Linked DNA regions of Ovis aries: region 1 is linked to region 2. Evidence: chromatin contacts called from public Hi-C data. All regions are on one chromosome and are shown on one strand. Each heading gives the region's core, a stretch centred on a gene start, on an enhancer-like site or on the middle of the called end of the contact. The rest is flanking DNA. Distances are from core to core; before and after follow the strand shown. Region 1 overlaps FAM13A (family with sequence similarity 13 member A). Region 2 overlaps FAM13A (family with sequence similarity 13 member A).

What was found. A called contact is a pair of places that touch in the nucleus more often than the background predicts.
Region 1: a Hi-C map of liver shows a contact between it and region 2, with 5 times the contacts expected there. The contact joins two enhancer-like sites. A contact is called at or near these places in 9 of 16 Hi-C or Micro-C datasets (liver, mesenteric adipose tissue, mixed tissues and 5 more).

What each region holds. Positions count from the first base shown.
Region 1 is chr6:36,597,574-36,603,248 of ARS-UI_Ramb_v3.0, reverse strand. The region is part of intron 8 of FAM13A (family with sequence similarity 13 member A); the gene reads right to left. Among named protein-coding and RNA genes, the nearest start is that of NAP1L5, 140 kb to the left of the region's middle. Within about 2 kb of position 3,063, at least 8 of the 54 cell types and tissues checked have an H3K27ac peak or open chromatin away from gene starts, as enhancers often do. A contact at or near this core is called in liver, where this site is marked.
Region 2 is chr6:36,400,046-36,405,679 of ARS-UI_Ramb_v3.0, reverse strand. FAM13A (family with sequence similarity 13 member A) reads right to left here. Exons shown (of 24, transcript XM_060416890.1): 3 at 1,733-1,942. Among named protein-coding and RNA genes, the nearest start is that of FAM13A, 49 kb to the right of the region's middle. Within about 2 kb of position 4,154, at least 14 of the 54 cell types and tissues checked have an H3K27ac peak or open chromatin away from gene starts, as enhancers often do. A contact at or near this core is called in liver, where this site is marked.

The DNA of each region.
Region 1 (5,675 bases), core at 1,814-4,313, 200 kb before region 2:
GAGTCAGACACAACTGGGAGCTTCTAGAGATTACTAATGACCACGACATTCTTTATCACCTATATTCTGTCTCTTCGATTCAAAGAACTAGTATACTTGGAAGGAACTAGGGAGCACCTTACTCTGTTTCCGTCCCTCTACCCAGCTAGTTCTGTCCCTGGATGCCCTTCTAATGAACACTGTTCAATCTCTAGGGAACTGGAGGGGACTGGTGAGGGTGTGTGCCTGCCAGCAACAGGATGCAAAGCTTTTAAGCAGGGAGGGGTGGGGCTGCTTTACCTTCTGTCTCTTCAATCTTTTCCTATAGTGAGAAAGTAAAAAGGAAACTATTACTACCTGTGGACCAGCTGACACAGCTGAGAGTCTCACATCGTACTTTACAGGGGATCCTGGCTGGAGATGCGTTTAGAAGTCACTGGACAGAGTCCTCATTCCTGTTATAATAATTTCAGTTGCATTAACAGCCAACTGCTCTCCTTAAAAAAAAAAAAAAAAATCCCTCACTCCTACTCATGGTCGGTCACCAAACTGCACTGATTCTATCTCAAAAAGAGACAAATCTCTTGAATCTGACCTTTCCTTTCCATTTCCACCGCTTTAGTCCCTCACAGTGGCAATACTCATTTTCCCCTGCCATCCAGACCAGTTTATCCTTAATACTCCCATCAGATTTATCTTCCTAACCTGAAACCCTCTCCTGTTTCCTCTTTGTCTTTGGGGTGAAGTCCAGATGTCCAAACCTGGCACACAAGGGCAGCGAGCTTCCATCAACCTCGCACTGCACTTTCGTAACCCTGTCTGTACGTGCTGTTCCCTCTGTCTTGAATGCTTCCGGCACTTCTCTCTCTGTCTGGTAAATACTTCATCTCTCAGCTCAAATGTCATCTAATCTGGGAGGCCATCTCCATCACCCTGGAGAGGGGAGAGACTTCTCCATGCAGGTTCCCAGACACTCTGTCCACAACCATAAACCAGTGCCCAGCACATGATGCCACAGATTCCAGAGTTTGGAAGCTGGCTTCACCTCCTGGACTGGTCTTTATCTTTGTCCCCTGCAGCACCTTGCAAGGTACCCAGAACATTCTGGGTGTTCTGTCAGTGGCTGAGGAATAAAATCAGCATCGCTCAGACCATGCTGAATCCTGACATGACCGTGTGATTATGCATTGTGAAAACATACCCCGTTTATAATTTGTAAAATTAAATTTCCCAACTGGATGCATTCTCAGATAGCTGTATGTTGATTATTTTAAGTTATTTTGTTCCCTGTTATTCCAAACTTAATGGAACTGCAACTGTGCCATGGGCTTTCTCCCACCCTTATTTAGAGAATTTATTTTCTCCCACTGCACAGTTAGATGTGGGAGTGCTGCCATTGTGCCAGTAATGTAAACACTACACTTTTTGTAGGGTACTGTGAACCCAGAAAAGGATATGTTCGGGCAAGGCAATGTTTGAATACGGGCTTGCCACATACTCTATCTGTTTGTTCTGGCTTGAGAGCAGGAAAAGAAATTTTTTTCACTTCATTGCAAACCCAAAGCTTTGTGTGGAGCTTAAAGAAAATTTTGGTTTAGTCACAAAACTGTTTTCAAGGCAGCTGGAAGCTTTCATTTGTCTCTGAGATTCTTGTTCAGCAAAGTGCTATTTATCATTATTACAGATACAGCAAGATCGCCTTCGGGAGGCAGCAATTTAGAACGTAATATACAGTAAGTTTCTTTTTTGAGTGGGTTGATATTAATGGATAAGAGAATATTTTTAGAACATCAGCAAACACATTGAAATATTTCCTAATCTTTGGCTCTGAAACAAACACAAAGGAATAGGTGATACCTGCCAGAGGGAATAGGAAATTTTTTTTTTTAACTAATTTTTTTCAATTATTACCCTGGTAGCTCAGACGGTAAAGAATCTGCCTGCAGTGCAGGAGACCTGGGTTCAATCCCTGGTTTGGGAAGATCCCTTGGAGAAGGGAATGGCTACCCACTCTAGTATTATTGCCAGGAGAATCCCAAGGACAGAGGAGCCTGGCAGGCTACAGCCCATGGGGTTGCAAAGACTCAGACACAACTTAGCAACTAACACTTTCACTTTACAACCATTCTTAATGGCTTGCTATAACAAGGTGCCACAGATGGGGTGGCTTCAACAACAGAAACACTGACTTCTCACATTTCCAGAGGTTGGAAGCCTGAGATCAGGGTGCCAGCACGGTCAGGTTCTGCTGAGAGCTCTCTCTGGCGTGCAGACTGCCATCTCCTTGCTGTACCTCCACCTGGATGGGGTTGGTGGACGGGGAGACTGTGCTCTGGTACTTTTATCTCCTCGTAAGGGCACCAATCCTATCATGGGAGTCCCACCTCCATGAGCTCATGCAAACCTAATTATTCCCAAAGGTCCCACTTTAACATACCATCACCCTAGGGACTAAAGCTCTAGTATATGAATTTGAATAGTTTTATCATTTACAAAGAACTATAATATTCTTTAACTACAAAATTTCCCCTCTAAGTAAGTATGTTAGGCATTATCACCCCTACTTCATAGGTAAAGAAAATGACTTGCCCAAATTCACATGGCTAACTCACTGTCAGTGTCTGGATATCTGGATACGTTTCTTGACGGCGCGTTTACTATCTTTCATTGCTTTCCCCACTGTTATCTGCTGACTCTCTAGTACCTCTTCTTTTTTACCCAGTACTTTAGACAGGGTGATCTCTCTAAAACTTAAGAATAACCGTCACTTTAATTCACACTAGCTTCTTGGTTTGGGGTAAACAGCAAATATTTAGGCTTCAGAGCCACTGCAACCATCTCATGACAGCAGAGCCCATGGAGGTCTCCCTTGTTCTCACTCGTTCTCATTACTACCAAATGCAGACCACACTGGTGATGAAATCAAAGTTCAGATACTCAACCCCAGAAGGGTTAACCCAGACTGGAGGTAAGGCAGCTTTTAACTCCCTCTGAGACTGAGGTGGGTCATAGAAGGGAAGGCTGGGGAGGCTGAGTGCTATCAAAGTGCAAACAAGTTTGGAATAGCATGAGTTTTCAGATAAATTAACCTAAGGCGTCACCACCACAAACAGTAGAGGGCTCTCTAACATCACACAGGAGATTCACAAGCTGGCCCATTATTGCCGGGGTTGTTCCTTGGTTAAGTCCCCCATCATCCCAAGTGACCAACGTTTACTTGTTTGCAAAAGAATATTCCGAAAACCGATACTTAGAAAGGCCAAATGGATTCTGTTGATAAGAGGTTCAGTGACATTTTCCCATGCTGGGTCACTAATATATGTTAATTAATACTGTCACTATAAATCTTAAAGAGCCACTGCAATTTGCAATTTGGTATATTTCACCATCATGAAATAAATATTCAATAATGTATATTGAATATCATAATTTGCTTGATGAAGTAATGAAAAGAGAGTTATACTGACATTATTCATCTCAGTTTCCCACTTTCATAAATAAATCAAATGGAAAAAGGGATGTGAAAGCAGATGACGATGCATTAAAATCAAAGGAATCTAGACTAGTCATTAGTGCACTTAACTTCATCTTCCATCATTAGTTTTTGTGGCCATAAGATGAGTTAGTGACTATCTGAAAGTTAGCCTAGCAAATCAAAATACTGCTGTGAAGTTGAGAGCTTTGTCATGGACATAAGAGTGAGTAAAGGCTATTTCTTAGCTCACTGAAATCTTCTACATATAAAATGGAGATCCTCACCATTTTGGAGGTGAGGCTCCAAACATCCAAGGAAAAAAATACAATGGAATATGAATCACGAAAGGAGCTTGAGGTATAAGTGAAGTCTAGAGTCTAATAAACTATCTCTTTAGTGACAGAAAGTAAATTTGTTGTTGTTTAGTCGCTAAGTCTTGTCTGATTCTTTTGTGACCCCATGGATTGTAGCCTTCCAGGCTCCTCTGTCCACAAGATTTTCCAGGCAAGAATACTGAAGTAGATTGCCACTTCTTTCTCCACGGGATCTTCCCAACCAAGGAAATGAACTCGCATCTCCTGCACTGGTAGGCGAATTCTTTACCACTGAGCTCACCAGGTAAGCGTCTTTAGCACTGAGCCACCAGGTAAACCCTGAAGGTAAATTTAGTACCTGAGAAAAAACTTCTTTCAATTCTTTATATAGTTTCTCTACTTAATTCTAATATTATTCTATTTCCTTGGGAGCACTTTTTTAGTTGGCAAGAATATCAATACAATGCTATACAGTACAAATAATTTAGTATTTCTGAAAATAACTGGAATAATTTAACCATCTCAATAGATGTACTATAAGTTCTATCATTAGTTTAAGTCATTTTGCAGTGAACTTTAAGAACTGAGTTCTTTACAGAGGATCAAATTTTAAACATTCAGCCTTTGCAGTTTTTCTAAAAATGGTGTTTCAACATAGTCACTTCCATCCTGGAGAAAGTCTGCAAATTATGTTAAGTTATAAACAGATAGTAAAACACATTGAAGGGAACCAAAGTATTTTACTTCATTCTTAGCCTTCAATCTGTTATTCTCATCTTAGTTACTGATTAGCAGTAACAAATTTATCTTCTATACACTTTCACAACATGCTAAGAAAGGCTAAAAAGTCTCTCATGGGAATTATAAGCTAAGCAGACACTGGGGAACAAACATGCCCTCTAAAAAGATCATACACTTATATGAGGTTAAATAAAACATAGGGTAATATTATCCATGCAGGTACATCTCTATTATTATGTTAATTATAATGTCCATTACCAAATCCACCACAAGTATTGTAATTGTCTGGTCATGTGTCTGCGTCCTCACTAGCATGTGAGCTCTCTGAAGCAGAACTATGTCTTCATTCCCTTAGTATCACTGGCAATACAGAGTAGTATTTGGTCATAAAGAAAACATTAAAAAACACTGTAAGTATCTTTTAATAGGTAACACTGACCGTCTAGTAAATGAAAACATCAATTAAGACAAAGACACTTCACATAAGGTCCTGATATTCAATGTGTATTTGGGGATGTTGAGTAGTATTGTGTTAGTATCTTATATATACCTGCTGTCAATGGCTTTATGTAAGTTATAATCATTAACTAGAGTTTAGATCAGTGTTTCTCTGAGTGTGTGGACCATTTGTACCATATTTACTTTCAGGAAGCTTGTTAAAATGTTGATACTTCCCTGTCACACCCAGATTCAGATTCAGTAAGTCTAGGGAAAGAGAGGAGCAACAAGACACTGATTTTAAAATAAGTTCCCTAGGTAATTCTCATGCAGCTAAAGTATGAGAAGCACTGGGCTCTCTGCTCAATACAAACATGAGTGAGCATGAGTTTCTCTTAACTGGTATTTAAAGTTATTCTTTCCCTCATCCACTGTTAATTCAACTTCTAGCCCCTCAGTGTTCTTAAATAGAATGGAGCAATGCATTCAGCCCACAACTCAAGACTCTGCAACTTTCCTGCTCCAGGCCGGATAACAGTGGAGGTGGCTGCCAACAGTCATCTCCACTAGAGGTCACAGAAATCCTTAGTCAAAGACACTGTACTGGGCTTGGAAGAAGCAATTATGTGTAGGAACCAGAAAGCTTTCTACACAAGTGCTTAACTTCCCTTAACAAAGAGAACCACACAAGCCTACCTGTTCCTTGCCTTCAAGATGTGTTTGATCAC
Region 2 (5,634 bases), core at 2,905-5,404:
TCTCACACCATATAAAAAATAAACTCAAATTGATTAAAAACATAAATCTAAGACCCAAACCATAAAACTCCTAGGAGAAAACACAGGCAAGACACAAACTGCAGCAGTATTGTTTTGGATCTATCTCCTAAAGCAAAGGAAACAAAAGAAAAAACAAACAAATGGGGTCTAATTAAACGTAAAAGCTTCAGCATAGCAAAGGAAACCACTGAAAAAAATGAAAAGACAACCTATTAAATGGGATAAAATATCTGTAAAAGATATGCCCAGTAAGGGGTTAACATCCAGGATATATAAATAGCTCATACAATTCATTATCAATAAACACCAAATCAATTAAAAAATGGGCAAAAAGACCTGAATAGACAGACGTTCTTCCAAAGAAAACAAACATATGGCTAACAGGAATATGAAAAGATGTTCAACATCACTCATCAGTAGAGAAGTGCAGATCAAAACCACAATATGCTACCACCTCGTTCTTGTTAGAATGGCTATCATGAAAAAGACCACAAACAACAAATGTTGCTGAGGATGTGGAGAAAAGGGAAGCCTTGTACAATATTGATGAGAACTGGTGCAACCACTACGAAAAAGAGTATAGTTTTCTCAAAAAACTAAAAATAGAATTACCATTATGATCCAGCAATTTCAGTTCTAGATATACATATATCCAAAAAAATGTAAACGCTAATTTGAAAAGATACATGTAGCCCAATGTTCACAGTGGCACTATTTACTAAAGCCAAAATATGTAAGCCAACTAAGTGTCCTTCGATAGATAAATATGTATATACACATATATGTGTGTGTGTGTGTGTGTGTGTGTGTATACATATCTCAGCCATAAAATAAAATGAAATTTTGACATTTGCAACAACATGGATGAGCCTGGACAATATTATGCTTAGTGACATAAGTCAGATAGAGAAAGACAAATATTGTCTTATCACTTAAATGTGAAATTGAAAAACATAAAACAAATGAATACATGTAATAGAAACAGACTTGGAGAAATAGAGGACATCCCAGAAGCTACCAGTGAGAAGAAGGAAGAGATAAGGGGCAACACAGGTGGGGGTAGGGGATTAAGAGGCACAGATTATTACAGATAAAATAAATAAGGTACAAGGATATATTGGACAGCACAGGGAATATAGCCAATACTTTATAATAACTTTAAATGAAGTATAACATATAAACATTTTGAATCACTATGTTGTATACCTGAAACGAATATAATATTGCAAATGAACGCTACCTCAAAGAAAAACAGATGCTTAAGGACCTCTAAACAATCAATTTTAACTTCAACTATATAAAACAAATACTATTTTAGGACTCAATATTGCTTATGAGAAAGCACACTAGTGACTTTTCAGTCTCAAAGGACACTAAGCAAACACAATTTAATCAATATTCCCTACACAGAATTTAATGCCTCAGTCTTAGTACTTTGATGGCAATCACTAACTAGTCAGAAAAGAATTTCTTTGGCCCAAAAGCACCAGGGCTTTTAACTACTATGTTATTTATATATTCATATGCAAACAGTCTTAGAAATTATATTTAATAATAGCATTTCATAATCAGTTTAGTATTATTTTAGGGTAGAAGGTAAGGATCTAGAATAAGATACAAGGTGACAGTAATGGAGAAATTGCAAATATTTAAAATCTGTCAGGTGAAAAATAAAATTGCTTTAATTCCTAGAAGGATTTGGTGTACTGACCCTGAAAGAGCTGAAGGAAGCGAGGCTGCAGTGTGGAGGTGATCACACTCTCGGGCAGCTCCCTCAGGAAGAGCTTCAACAGGCTGGCAGCCGCACACACGTCCCCATCTCGCCCTAGCTCCACGGGCACCCCGCTCTCAAACTTCCATCGAAGCTGTTCCACCACCTTGACGTTGCCATTCACCCGGAAAAGGCCTTCCTGGGTGAGTCCTGAAACAGCCAAGACGACACGCAGAAAATAAACAGAGGTCTCTCACAAATACAAACTCGAAAGGACAGTAACAATCAAACCTCAGTATAAAATTTCCTGAATAATTATCAAGCACTGGAAGGTTTTCACATTTTACAAAAATGTTTTCTTAGAATAATAAGTTTTCCCATTTACTATATATCAACCCAAAACATCATATATGATTGTTGTGAAAGCTGACCTCTAAAAATAAGGTCAGGACACAACAAACACAGCACACACACTACTCTACAAAGAAATGTCATTCATATCATCTTCTACAGTATACAACAGAAATTTACTCTGGGCTCCAAAAACAGCTTATCATTTTAAGAACAACTATTTAAAAAAGAATAACACGTATGGAAGAAACTTCTTACCTGTATATGATTACCTTTGCAATTATTTGATAAAGAACTATTACTTCTTTAGTAATCAATAAATACAAACTGTAAGACCTAGAGACTGTAAAGTAGTTAAGAAAAGATCTTGGCCTTTAGCCTATTGATCTGTGATTATTAGTGTTAATTGGGGTCAGCCGAGAAGGCTTCACGGAGAAGCCTCGCATTTACTGGGGCCTTCTCCAGTGTTCTACCCTTTTTCTGTACTCTTAATTCTGTATTCTTTCTCTTAAAGAGGGCCACAAAAGGATTAAGCCTCACAACCCCAAAAAATGTAATCGATCCCTGACAAAGAGAAACCAATATATGAATAGAGAAGCTGAGAGAGGAGAACAGAGAGAAAGGTGGGCAGGTGAAAATATGAAGTGTTTAAGGCAAAGAGTCATGGGTTAATAAAATGGAAGAAATGGTAAGTATAGGGTAATGCATGTCAAGACACAGGGTAAAGACTTTATCATAATTTACCAATGGAGCATTAAATGTGTGCTTGACTGTGGGAGACAACATAAACAAGGTTGAAAGAAGACCTAGCTAGTAAGTAGAGAACGCAGAGGGCAGAGAGCTTGCCTTAGGGTGACTACAGTCTACGTAAGGCAGTAAGACAGAAACTATGGTGGGAAGGGAGTGGCAAGGAAAGAATAAAGATGATTTGGGAACTTGGTACATACAAAGAAAACAGAGAAGTGGAGAAGGCTGAAAAGGAACTTTAATATTTGAAAACTAGGGATTCAGGGAAAAGTACTGTAAAGAATGAGGTGGGGAGGGGGTTGTGGTGGAAGGGTGGCAGCTGGTTTGAGGTAGAGGACAATGATTTCCAGCTCAGTGTGCTGGGTTCAAGGAGACAAAGTACCATGAGAGCAAGTGAGTCAGATGGTGGGGGAATGCTGGAGGTGTGAGAAACAATCCAAGAATAACCCATGGACTCAACTCGCCACTGTCTTTTTGAGAGTCCAGTGGTGAATTTCAGCCAACAACCGAAGCACCGAAGCCTGTCTGAATTACTTAGACGGCAGGTGTCTGTGCCTATCAGCCTTGGTGTCTCTCTTTCCTCTAACTGTATTTCTCTTTCTAAAGAAAAAGAGAGCTAATTTCATTTTGCTTTGTAATTTGAGAAGACATTTATGAATCCTTTAATTCAGCAAAGTGCCCTGCAGTATGTTAGGTACTAAAACAAAAAACCAACTCTGAGAAAAAAACTTCAAATACCACCAGGATCCTTATGGAATTTGTCATCTGGTAAGATGTTTTTGTACTTCTACATATACACGTATTATTGGATTACAAAGAACACAAGTATCAAAAATTGATATGAATTTTAGCTCAATTTTGACAAAAATTTGTGGAACCGGAGATGATATTTAAAATATTTCACAATTGGTATGGCTAGGCCACCATGTAATAGAGGAGACACCAGGCTGTTTGTGAGCTAGGCAGCTTCTCGACAGGCCCTAGTGACTGACCCTCACCTCTTGGTATCCATACCGTGTGGAATCCTCTCCCCTCCTCGAGTGTGGTCTGGACCTAGTGATTAGCTTCTGAACAAGAGAAAGTGATGAGGTTGCAACCTCACTTCTGAGATTAGATTATAAGACTGTGATGTCTACATTGCTTGCTTGCGTTCTCTCTCTGACTGTTCTTGTTTGCTCACTATGATGAATCAGCTGTTATTTTGTGAGCTCCCTTACAGAAAGGTCCACGTGGCAAGGAACTGAGGGCAGTTTCTGGACAAGTCAGTGAGTAACCCAGACCCTCAGGTCAACAGGCCACAAGGAACCGGATCCTGCCAACAGCCACATGAATGAGCTTGGACATGAACTTTTACCCAGTCAAGTCCTGATATGAATGGTAACCTCAGCCAACACCATGACTGCAGCCTTAAAAGAGACCTTAAAACAGAGGACATAACTAAGCTGTGTCCGAATTTCTAACCCATAGGAACTGTGGGATAATAAACAGTTTTAAGCTACTATGTTTTGGGGTCATCTGTTTTGCACCAACAGATAACTCATGTGATATGCCACTTGCTTTAATACTGCAGAGTATCAGTTACTACAGGGAGACTTCAGCTTAGTCATTTTTAAAGTCTTCAAAGTCTGTTTCCTCTACAAAGCTTCATTTATAACTTCAGAAACATATTCTGGCATCAAGCAGATAGCGCCCCAAAAAAGAGAATCCCATTCCTGGTCAAGGCCCAAATTCTGAAGATACATAACTTGACAATATAGTCCTCTATCTACCCAGCTTGAGAGCCTGCTTTTGGCCCAGCAAATGCCCCTGGATCTGATTTCACAGTAATTTTCTAGCTTTGACCTGAGGTTCCCTCTTCCAACAAGGTTTTCTGACCCTTCTCTCAAATAAATGTACTTTCAGTTAGTGAAAAATAACTAGCTAGCTCCAAGAACTGGCTTTAGTCTTAAACATTCCTGATCCCTGTGGACCTTAATAAAGGACAGAGAAGCTACAAATAGAAATCACCAAAGTCAATGCTTCTCAACCATTTTTCCTGCCCTGATTCCACTTATTTGCAGAACTCTCCCCTCAGGAACTTTTCTCACCCAAACAACTCGAAGGATACTTAGTGACTTTCCAATCAGGACACAGCTATTTTACTCTGGCAAAAAGAATCCATATAGTTTTTTAAAGTCCCTTATGAACTTATATACTATACCCATATGAAACTTACCAGACAATACAGTCTCTAATGTTTCCTATTATAAATTTTTAGGAAATGATTACAACAGAAACGTTCAGAGGGAGGAGATGTTTAGAAAGCTTTATGGAGTTACTCTCGTACATTTGAGGTTCTGTCACATTTGATTTCATGAGATGTAGATTAATCATAATGAAACATCAATTTAATGGATTAGCAATGCCAAAAAATAACGTGTATACAGCACTGACAGCTACAACTGAAGTATTTATTAAAAAATCTAATGAATACATGTATGATCGTATGAATCCATCAACAGAAACTGAACATGCCAGAAGTCAGAATTTTTCATATTAGCACACTGGCCTAGACAGTCATATGACAATACGTATGCATATTCTGACATCTGGTGGTAAGTAGAGAATCCTACACTATTTAAATATCCCACAGCATCTTCATGTTAAAGTAGAAACAATCCAGTAACACAGTAAACAAGATCAGTTATTTTAAAATAACTGATCAGTATAAACATGATATGACTCATAACTTCAAGATTTTCCTTTGAATGGAAAAATACACATAAATTTTGTGTTTGTTTTTTTTTTAATAAAAACCCAAAGTC